Linked DNA regions of Mus musculus: region 2 is linked to region 1. A link is a contact called in public promoter capture Hi-C data. All regions are on one chromosome and are shown on one strand. Each heading gives the region's core, a stretch centred on a gene start, on an enhancer-like site or on the middle of the called end of the contact. The rest is flanking DNA. Distances are from core to core; before and after follow the strand shown. Region 1 holds the start of Zfp647 (zinc finger protein 647). Region 2 overlaps Arhgap39 (Rho GTPase activating protein 39).

Region 1 (5,294 bases), core at 1,885-4,384:
GAAATCAGGCACACACTGTGGGGGAAAGTCTGCGTGGGAGACAGACCAGAAAGGGAATGGATTTCCAATACACGCCTGGACCAGAGAGCATCTTCAGGCCAAAAAGCCACAGCTCCACCATGGAACAAAAGCCAAAGAGAATGACCTGAAACTGCATACCAGAATTGCCCTCGTTTGCATAGCGAGAAGCTGCAGACAAAGTGACTTACCCTCTCTACCCATGACCATCCCTGACCAGTCTGGCAGCCCACAGCCCACAGTATACTCAGGCAGTTCTCTATCTGCCGTGTTCCTGTGCACTTTGTGGTATACTAAACAAATCTATTTTTGTTTTAAAGACTGGGTGAGGGCTGGCGAGATGGCTCAGTGGTTAAGAGCGCCGACTGCTCTTCCGAAGGTCCCAAGTTCAAATCCCAGCAACCACATGGTGGCTCACAACCATCTGTAATGAAATCTGATGCCCTCTTCTGGAGTGTCTGAAGACAGCTACAGTGTACTTACATATAATAAATAAATAAATCTTAAAAAAAAAAAAAAAGACTGGGTGAGTTCACCAAACAAAACTCCACATCCACACCTCAAGTCCAACCAAATTAACCAACCAAATTAACCAACCAATAAGAAACCTAATGTATGCTGGGCAGTAGTGGCACACGCCTTTAACCCCAGCACTTGGGAAGCAGAAACAGGTGAATCTCTGTGAGTTTGACACCAGACATCTATCTCTACAGAGATAGATGTCTTCCAGGCTAGCCAAGGCTACACAGAGAAACCCTGTCTCAAAAAGCTAGCAACCAACCACACAACTGAACAAAAAACCCTTATGCACATCAAAACCACCTGAAACTCCCAAAATAGGGGCAGAGACAATGGCTGTCCTTCTAGAGACTCTGGGTTCAATTCCCAGCACCTACATGGAGGCTCACAGCCATCTGTCACTCCAGTTCCAGGATATCTGACGCCCTCTGCTGGTCTCCTCAGGAACTGTACACATGTGGTACATAGACATGCACACAAGCAAAACATCTGTACACACAAAATAAAATAGACACATCTGAGAACCACAAGATTCCTCCCCAAATAGGCCCGAGCACAGGGAAGAATTTAGTGTAAGACACCGGTGCGTTTTCAAGTAAGCAAAAAGATAAAGTATCCAACAGATACTGTTAGTGGGGACGATTGAGGGGGAGAGGAGAGAAGCTGGATTCTAATTTCATCCCTTATCTACATAAATTCCATATAGAATCAGTACTCTACAAGTACCAGACAAAATCGGATTATTTAGAAAAATAATCTTGAAGTAAGGAAGCCCCTTAAAACACAGCAAGAAGCCAAAATACTGTAATGGGAAATATTTTGCCCATAAAACAAAACCAATACCAAGATCCTTCTAGTTGTAAAATAAGTAAATAAAATCAAAGAAGACACTTTCTCAATGGAGTAAAAAACAGACAAACAAACAAGAAAGCAAAAAAAAAAAAAAAAAAAAAACCCATAGGGAAGTGTGTTTTTAACATACAGAAAAAGAATACAAGCTGGTGGTCAATCTGACCAGGAATGCAAACAGCTAAAAGACAAACGCAGAGGTGGAAATTGAAACATCTGTATGGCAAGAAAGCCCCAGGGACTGGTCACCTATATGGTGGTAAGGTGGCTTATTAGCTCTAACCTGTTAGTCCCATTCCACTTCTCTGTGTCCCCTACAAGGAAATCCCCAGTGTGCAAAATATCAGAACTAATGTCCACCCAGCTTTAAGTATCTCTATAGTGGAGCTCAGGGGAACCTTCCTTTTATGTTAGTGACAGGAATGTCCACACGCATTAGTAGGAGTGCCTGATTCCAATCATTCTAGAGAGCTCCACAGGAAACTGCTTCTAGTGTCACTATGCATTCACTATGTCAGGATGCTAGGCAGAGTAACATTTAAAAGAACTACTGTGGGCTGGGGAGATGGGCCAGTGGGCATGACATCCAATGTCCTTCTCTGGCCTTAGAGAATACAGCTGTGCCCATACTTCATCGCCCACATACAAGGGAGCTATTATTGTATACAATTTTCCTGTGTGTGCGTGCGTACCTACACATCAGCAAGCACATAGAGGCCAGCAGACAACCTTAGGTGTTATTCCTTAGAAACCTTTCACCATTGGGGGGGGGGGGGGCGGGGGCGGGGAAATACGGTCTCTTACTGGCCTGGAACTCACCAAGTAAGCTACTAAGCGGCAGAGATGGGGATGGCAGCACTCATCAGCACATCCAGATTCAGGTGTCTAACTGAGCCATACATGTGGAGGCTGGAGGGATGGCTCAGCGGTTAAGAGCACACGTTTTTTTCCCCCGTCTAGGACCCACACTTGATTCCCAGCACCCACATGGCGGCTCACAGCCAATTCCAGGGAACCCGATGCCCTCTTCTGGCCTCCGTTGGCACCAGGCATGCACATGATATACAGTACAGATACACACGCAGGCAAAGCACATAAATACATATAAAAAAATTAAACAAGAAAATGCCACGTTAGAGAAGTTGTCATCCATTAAAAGGGGCCTTTGCAAAGTAACAAGAGAGCAACAGCAGAAAAATAAAACAAATCCAAGAAGAAGCTGGGCTAATGGGGAGCAGAGCGGAGCACCTTCAGTTTGACAAGAAATGTCCTTCGCTGCTGAGGATGCATGGGACTTAAAATGCTGTATGGTGGCCCTGACTGTAGTCCGGGTTATGGGAGAGGATCGTGCGAACCCAGGACTTCCAGGGCAGTCTGGGACGCGGTTATTTCACCAGACAAAACCTCATCCACTGCCCAAGCCAAACCAAATTAACCAACCAGTAGGAAACCGTATGCACATCAGAACCGTCTGAACTCCGGACCGGGCTAGCGGGAGCCACCGCGAAGGGTCCCGGGGAGGGGCCTGGAGGGTTCGAGGGACCGGAGGGTGCAGCCTGGGTCAGCAGCCCGGCCGCAGCCATCCATCGGGGGGAAGGGCTGGCATACGCGAGGGCGCGGAGCTTTGGGTGCGGATGAAGGAGAGGGTCCCGCGCAGCCGACAGAGCGCCACTCACCATCTGCCGCAACCTCTCGCCCTGTGGCGGCAGCTTCGGCTCCCTAAGACAAAGGGGCCGTCCCGCCCCGTCTGCGCAGTCGTCAATCTCAGGGGACCCCGCCCCTAGGTCCCCACCCCCAACCCCCACCCCAAGTCCCGGACCGGGACGCGGGAGGATCGGATGGCCGTCCGCCTCCAGCTCTTCTTGCAGGACTTGATGCCCTGCGCCCCGGGGCCACCGAGAGCGTAGGCCTCCGCTGTGCCTAGAGAGACCGCGTGCTGACCCGGACCGCGCCTGCTCTTTGAGGCTGTAGCGGAAGCGGCGGCCGCAGTCCCTACAAATCCGAGTGCCTCCCGGCCTCGCCCCCTCCCTGCCGCCCCTCTTCTCCCGAGGGCCTTCGGTCACTTCCGCCAAGATCTGTGCTTGCCCTCTAGCGATTTCCCTGGTGGCCAGGCAGCCTGGACCACTGGTCTCGAGACCCATCAGGCTGACTCGGGCTGCTTGGGTTTAGTTTACAGTGTAGTGTGTGTTCAACTTCTTAAGGGACGGCCAGTCTGTCTTGTGTCCTCATCAACACATTCCCTAGACTAGCAGTGTATGACAGTTCCAATTGTTGTTTGTATTTGCCCACACTTGGTGTAAGCAGGCTTTTAGAAATTTAGTTATTCGGGGCTGGAGAGAGGCTCAGCGGTTAAGAGCATTAACTGCTCTTCTAGAGGTCCTGAGTTCAATTCCCAGCAACCTCATGGTGGCTCACAACCATCTGTAATGGGATCTGATGCCCTCTGCTGGTGTGTCTGAAGACAACTACAGTGTACTCACATACATGAAATAAATCTTTAAAAAAAATTGAGTTATTCCAGGGCTAGAGGAATGTACAACAGACTGGGTGTTTGACAAACGTGCACGAGGCTGAGTTTAATCACTCGTATCCATGTGAAAAGGCTGGGTGTAATAGTGCTTGCTTAGAACCCCAGCACAGGGGAGGCGGAACAAGGCCGAGCTGTGTAGGGCTCTCTGGCCAGCCAGTCTAGAGTCACTGGCAAGCTTCAGGTTCTGACCTGTTGAGAAGCCCTTTCAAAAGATAAAACAACAAAATACCGTGGTGCGCAGCTCCTCAGACTGACCCTTAGTGGCCCTGTATGCACACATATTCTCTGCTGGAAATTAAAGTCAGGGACTCTAGTATAAGCATATAGTATCTCAGTAGCACTCGATCCTACCCTCCGTTATGGCTTCAATTTTTATTTCTCTAATTGTAGTGGTTACGTGTCTTCTGTTACAAAATACTGGCAGAGGCAGAGGAGGCAGAGGCAGAGTCAGAGGGCCAATCTCTGTGAGTTTGGGGCCAGCCTGGTCTATAGAACAAATTCCAGGACAGCTGAGGCTACACACAAAGCATGGGGCTGGAGGAGGAAATGTCTGGGAGATAGGGAGCAAGAACAGCTCTTGTGGATCAGGGTGATGGAGCCTCCAGGTTTTTGTTCTTGGATTTTTAAAGTGTGTGTGCCCCAGAGGGGGCCAGGTTTTTTTGTTTTTGTTTTTTCGAGACAGGATTTCTCTGTATATCACTGGCTGTCCTGGAACTCACTTTGTAGACCAGGCTGACCTCGAACTCAGAAATCCACCTGCCTCTGCCTCCCAAGTGCCTGGCTGTTTTTTTTTTTTTTAAAGATTTATTATTTATTATATATAAGTACACTGTAGCTGTCTTCAGACACACCAGAAGAGAGTGTCAGATCTCGTAACCACTGAGCCATCTCACCAGTCCCCGAGGCAGCTAGTTTTAAAGCAGTCACAATATAGAGAGGCCACGGATGTCCACGAGACATGAGGGAAGGGGGGGGGGCTAAAAATATTTTGGAGGGTATGGATATATACATCATTGATACAGTTGAGCTCTCTGGGGAGAGTCAGGCATGTCTCTCTCTACATGGGTCCAAAATTGCTTGAAAGAACAAAGAGACCTTGACTAAGGTAGTCTGATGGCTGATCTTCTCGCCTTCATGGGAACCAATCTCTGGGCATGTCTGTAAGGAATTGCCTAGATTAAGTTGAGGTGGGCTGACCCGCCCTAAATGTGTTTCATGAGTTAGATTCTTGACTGAATGAGGAGGGCTGAACCGAGTCTGAGCATGCATGGCTGTCCTCTCTGCGACTGCAGATGCAATGTGACCAGCTGCCTCAAACGCATGCATACATCTTCCCACCATCGTGGACTGTACCTGGCCTTTGAACCACAGGAAACCC
Region 2 (5,294 bases), core at 750-3,249, 140 kb before region 1:
ACTTGTTTTTTTAAGACAGGGTCTCTCAGTAGTCCTGGCTGTCCTGGAACTCACTAGATCTGTCTACCACTGCCCTGCAAGTGCTGGGACTAAAAGTGTGATGCCCACGATTTATCTCTGACTTTTACTCTCACAAATAAATTAATGTTGGCAAATTAGTAAAAAAGGAACTGAGGGATCACTGTCTTCAGGCACTGAGGCCCTCAGCGAGGTTTCCCACATGGACACTGTGCCTGTCCTAAGCTTGTTATACCCAGATGCTTTACAATCCTGTACAGAGCAACGTGGTCCCATGTGAATGTGGGCGACACTTCTCTATCTGCTCTTCAAAACTGTGGCTCATGACAACAAAAGAGCGACTTATATATAATCTATGGGAAAACCATGCAGAAACCATCTTTCTTAAGTCTGGGTTTTACTGTGTAGCTCTGACCAGCCTGTGTAGTGACCAGTCACCTCATAGAGCGTGCTGACACATTCAGAGGGCTCTGCCACGCCTAGCGTAGGTCCTGCTCTTCTCAGCATACAAACTTACTCCTTCTGCGGTGGTGTGAATGAGAATGCCCTTCACAGGCTCATAGATTTACAAGTGTAGTACCCAGCAGATAAACTGGGAAAGGCAAGGCGTGGCCTTGTTGAGGGAGGTGTGTCACTGGGGGTGGGCTTTAAGGTCTCTCCCTGCCTGATGCCCTTGGATCAGGATGTAAGGCCCTCAGCTACTGCCCTGGTGGCCTGCCTCTCTGCTTTCTGTCATGGCTGACTAACCCTCTGAAACTGTAAGCAAGCCCCCACATTAAATGCTTTTTAAAAGCTGCCTTAGTCATGGTGCCTCTTCACAGCAGCAGAACAGCAATAAGATACCTTCCTTCATCAGCTAGCTGTCTGCTTTCATTTTCCCTTACACTGCTGGAGAATAGGTCTTTTCCACATCTGGACCGGAACCACTGGCTATCAACCAGTGTCTCTGCTGTCCTGGCCCCCTTCTCCCCAGGTCTCCCCAAACTCTACTTTTCTCATATAGCATGCTTTCCCATTTACTTGCTCTCCATGAGACTAATATTTGTCCTATTTCTTGATGCTACTAAGTGGAGGGAATTTCCTGCTATAAAGTTTACTACCAGTTTCTTCAGCTCTGCCAGCTCGCACGTTTTTGGTATATATATATATATATATATATATTTTTTTTTTTTGGTAGATTTTTTTTGGTGAACAGAGACAGTTCCATATGAAATTCCTTTCACACTAACTCTAAGTTTCTCTTTAGCCGTGTCCTTTATCCTTTTCCTTCCCTTACTGTCTACATGAGTACCCCTTTGGCTATGAATTACTTCTTTTATTCATCACTATTATTTGCAGTCCTGGAGATGGAACCCAGACCTTTATATATGGTGAACAAATACTCTATCACTGTTGGCGTATACTCCAACTTCTATGGAGCAAGACTGACCCAAACTGGATGTTGTTCCAGAACCATTCTGTACCAAACCTTCTTACAGGCTTCATCTAGAAGTGAGGTTCTGGCATCATTCGTGACAGAACCTAGCGCAGGCCAGCAGTGAACTCAGGTGCTCGCCCGAGACTCTGTTTTGTCACAGTTTAGGCCATGCTATGTGTCATGGCCAGTTTGAGTCTCTAAACAGCAACAACTCAACGACAACCAGGTAGTTCAGGGACGAAAGCCTCCAGAGTGCTTGCTTCTTTCTCTTAGTGGTGTGTGTGGATGCTTTCCCGATAAGCATGTCTGTGCTCCATATGTATATGCCTGGTGCCCTGGGAGGCCAGGGGAGGATGCTCAACCCCTGGGACAGGTGCAAATCAAGCCTGGGTCCTCTAGGAGAACAAAACCCAGAACCACTGAGCTATCTCTCTAGCTTGGCCTCTAGAAGATTTCTGAGCAACTAAGGCAAGGAGCTGAGCCACAGAACGCCTCCTCCTAGGCCAGCCAGTCATCTGCTGGGCGTGTACAGCCCAGTGTGTCTGCTGGTGACTGTCCTTTGGTCCACTTTTGAGGGAGGGAGGACAACAACACTGCTCAAACACAGCAGCAGCATTTCCTGCCCCCGCCCATCTCACCCTGTGAGAGTCTGGATCTTACAGAAAAATGAGGCTCCTCAGTTCCACTTCCTCCCCAGATGCTCTAGTGTATCTTTAACAGCAATCCAAACGAACCAGAGACCCCATTCTTCTAAGGGAATGCTCTACGACAAACAGCATCTCTAAAAGTCACTCTTGCTCCACAAGAGCCTGGCTTTTTGAGACTAAACTGCCCACAGCTCCTCTCTCCCATCTGGCTGACATCCTCTCTGGTCTATGGTTTCTCTCAGATTCTTTGTAGAAAAGATCTTGTTCTTGGTCTTTCATTCTTTTTGCTCATTTCAGTGAGTTTCAAGGAAGCATCAGAATGAATATGTCTTTGGTTAGCCAGCATGTCCAGAAGGCCTGAGGTCCACTCCCAAGGCCATCTGTAAGGAGCTTTCCAAGTCCCGCACAAAGAACCAGTTCACAGTTCACATTGTGAAAGCACACTGTGTGCTGGGCACACAATGCCTCATTCTCCAAGCCCTGTGCCTGCAACCCACAGAGCACAGAGCAGCGCAGTAACCAGCAAGCGTCCTCTCCAAGTCTTCTGTAGCTGCTTCCTATGGCTAGCTTTTTCTTACTGTTGTTATGTTGTTGAGTAAGGGTCTTACTCTACAAACCAGGCTAACAAGAACTCACCATCTCGCCCAGGCTGACCTTGATCTTACAGGAATCCTCCTGCCCCAGTCTTCTATGCTGGGAGTACAGGTATAAACTACCCTAAGTAGCTTCAGGACCTCTTCTCTTCTCCCTGCCACACCTTCCTGTATTCTAGGATCAGCTCTTAAAATGGGAAAAGCGGAACTCTCACCACACCTAAGCAATGATGGGTGGCCACAGCCACTTTGTTGCTGTGCATATGGATTTCTGACTAGAGAAATGACTGGCCACTGTTGCCCTGACAACAGTGAGGACAGCGCGGACCATAAGGATAGTAGCTGAACCCTCACTGCACTTCTGATTGGGTTTTTGCCAGAGACCCCATTTAGCCCAAACAGAAAGGAAGAAAAATCATCTTCAAACTACAAGAAGCAGAAAAGAGCCAAGCATGCCGGTGGGTATGAACAATCCCAGTATTCAAGGGCGAAAGCAGGAAGATCTTTAATTCTAGATCAGCTTGAACTTGCTGGCAAGATCTGGCTTCCAATAACAAAAACAGGACCCAGGGAGGCAGCTCAGTGGGTAGAGGCACCTGCTGCCACACGCCTTAAGTTCAGAGTTCATTCTCTTTAACTGGCAGGGTTGAGAGAAAGCATACCCCCATAAACGGTCCCCTGACTTTTGCATGTGTACGGTGACCTACGTACCCACACCCACACGGTAACACAGAACAGTCAGGAGTGGGTGGGCTCTTCTTCTGTAACCCAGTGGGCACCTTGCTTTTCTGATATGGAGTTCTTTCCCTCGGGCTGGGCCTGCAGGACTGTCTGTTCTTTTCTGTGTAGTCTATACTCTGCTTATGCCTTCTGTGTTGATGTGTAAGTGCTGCTGTCAACAGAGTGGCATGCCTTCACTTGCAGTAGTGGTCCAATGAGACCCATGTGCATCCCATTCCCATTTGTTTTCTTGGGGCTACCTCACTTTCCTGCCTGGGTGCGGTGTTCTGGGCTCATCCTTTTCCTTGCTGCATCTCCGTGTGAAGCTGTGGTATCCAAGCATCTGCCTCAGGCCACTGACATGGCCTTTGGCATGTCAGTCCTTTTCATAACTACCGTGAGGGAAGAAAAAACTACTGCCATTATGTCAGAAGTGCCCAACTGTTCTGATGATGGGTTCCCATCAAAATATTCACTGCTGTAATACAAGGAGGCATGTTCCAGCGATGCCAGGGTTTGACTACTTAATGAACCTGAGAAAGTCCATTTTCTACTGTTGACACAGTTGAAGGACCAACTACTGCCAGTTTCCCTTCCCCATCAGAGGATAGCTGACCTTGCCAGAAAGGACTATGCTAAGGAGACAGCAGGAGATTTAGGCCTCAGAAGGACCCACACAGATCACAGTGGGCAGTGATAGAAGGCCCAGCATCTTGTTTCCTGTTAGAAGGGATAGGCCCTTACTCAAAGGGTCCCAGAGATGGATGCTCCTGTGCCCACAGGTTTTGTACTCCATGTTTAGGGCCTACAGAATATGCAAAGCTGCCAATAAAGGAAATGGCTTTGTCTTATACCTTTCTGCCTTCAAACTGCTACTGCCTTTATCTATCTTTCTTTTTAGTTCCTTCCTCCTTCCCTCCCTTCCTCCCTCCTTCTCTCTCTCTCCTTTCTTTCGACAATGTCTCATGTAGTCTAGGCTGGCCTCAAACTCTCTATATACTGGAGACTGGCTTGAACCCCTAATCCTTCAGCCTCAACCTCTCCAGTGCTAGGATTATAGGTGTGCACCACCATGCCTGGCCTGCCAATCCTTTATATGGATGCCTGATATACAGCAGAGGCAATGGTAGGAATGGTTGCATCACCTGATAGTCGCTGCCTTTTCCTGGGCATTCATCATACTTTTCACTACTGTGTAGGGCACAGTTGGAGGTAGGCCCTTTTAGTCTCCATCTCATGGACTAGCAGAGAGCAACCATGGTTAATGGCCTGTGTTGATGCCAGGACAGCTGGCAGATAAGAGACACACAGCACACAGAGTCAGGGCCTGTTTTAGGAAGATCTCCTCCAAACCCAGCATGTCTATTTCCCAAGTGAAGGGCAGGCTTGAGATACCTACAGAGTAGGCCAGATGCCACTCACATGACAGTATCAGGCCCTCTGAATGCCCCCACCCCCACCACTGTTCTGGCTGCTCCTCCTCCCACCCCTCACTGTGGGAAAGTTCCGGTCATGAGTGGGCGAGAAGGTTCTCATTTCCAACTTCCTACACGGAGTTCTGGAACAGAGGACGCTCTGTGCTGGCTCCTGATGGGGTCTGTTTGAGAATGAGCCCCGGAAACGGCAATCTGTTCCTAGTACCAGTAATACCCTCACATAACCAGTTCTTCCTCACTATCTTCAAAACTGGTGGGCTGCCCATGAGTACATGCTCATGTGCCCGTGTGACTCTGCCAGCACTTGGCCCTGGCACGGAGGAGTCTGCCATTGAGGGAGCTGACGGTCGATTAAGGGCACATTTAGTACCACCCTCAGAGACCCTCTCACACTCTCTCTGTATCTGCACAGGGAACACAGGAGCCAATGGGAACAATAAGGTCAGGAATGGAGCCATGGGGA

The links. Promoter capture Hi-C pulls out the DNA fragments that hold promoters and counts their contacts.
Region 2: a promoter capture Hi-C map of 3T3-L1-derived adipocytes shows a contact between it and region 1, with 3 times the contacts expected there. The contact joins the enhancer-like site here to the promoter of Zfp647 in region 1. A contact is called at or near these places in 8 of 39 promoter capture datasets (the 3T3-L1 cell line, 3T3-L1-derived adipocytes, the C10 cell line and 4 more), 1 of 15 datasets of contacts at CTCF or cohesin (large pre-B cells), 8 of 115 datasets of contacts at active chromatin or transcription factors (the 230-238 cell line, bone marrow-derived macrophages, embryonic midbrain and 4 more) and 3 of 9 other capture datasets (adipose tissue, liver and pancreatic islet).

The regions. Positions count from the first base shown.
Region 1 is chr15:76,922,314-76,927,607 of GRCm38.p6, forward strand. Zfp647 (zinc finger protein 647) reads right to left here and starts at 3,135. Exons shown (of 5, transcript NM_172817.3): 1 at 3,063-3,135.
Region 2 is chr15:76,778,927-76,784,220 of GRCm38.p6, forward strand. The region is part of intron 1 of Arhgap39 (Rho GTPase activating protein 39); the gene reads right to left. Among named protein-coding and RNA genes, the nearest start is that of Arhgap39, 37 kb to the right of the region's middle. Within about 2 kb of position 2,000, at least 75 of the 459 cell types and tissues checked have an H3K27ac peak or open chromatin away from gene starts, as enhancers often do. A contact at or near this core is called in 3T3-L1-derived adipocytes, adipose tissue, bone marrow-derived macrophages and 1 more, where this site is marked.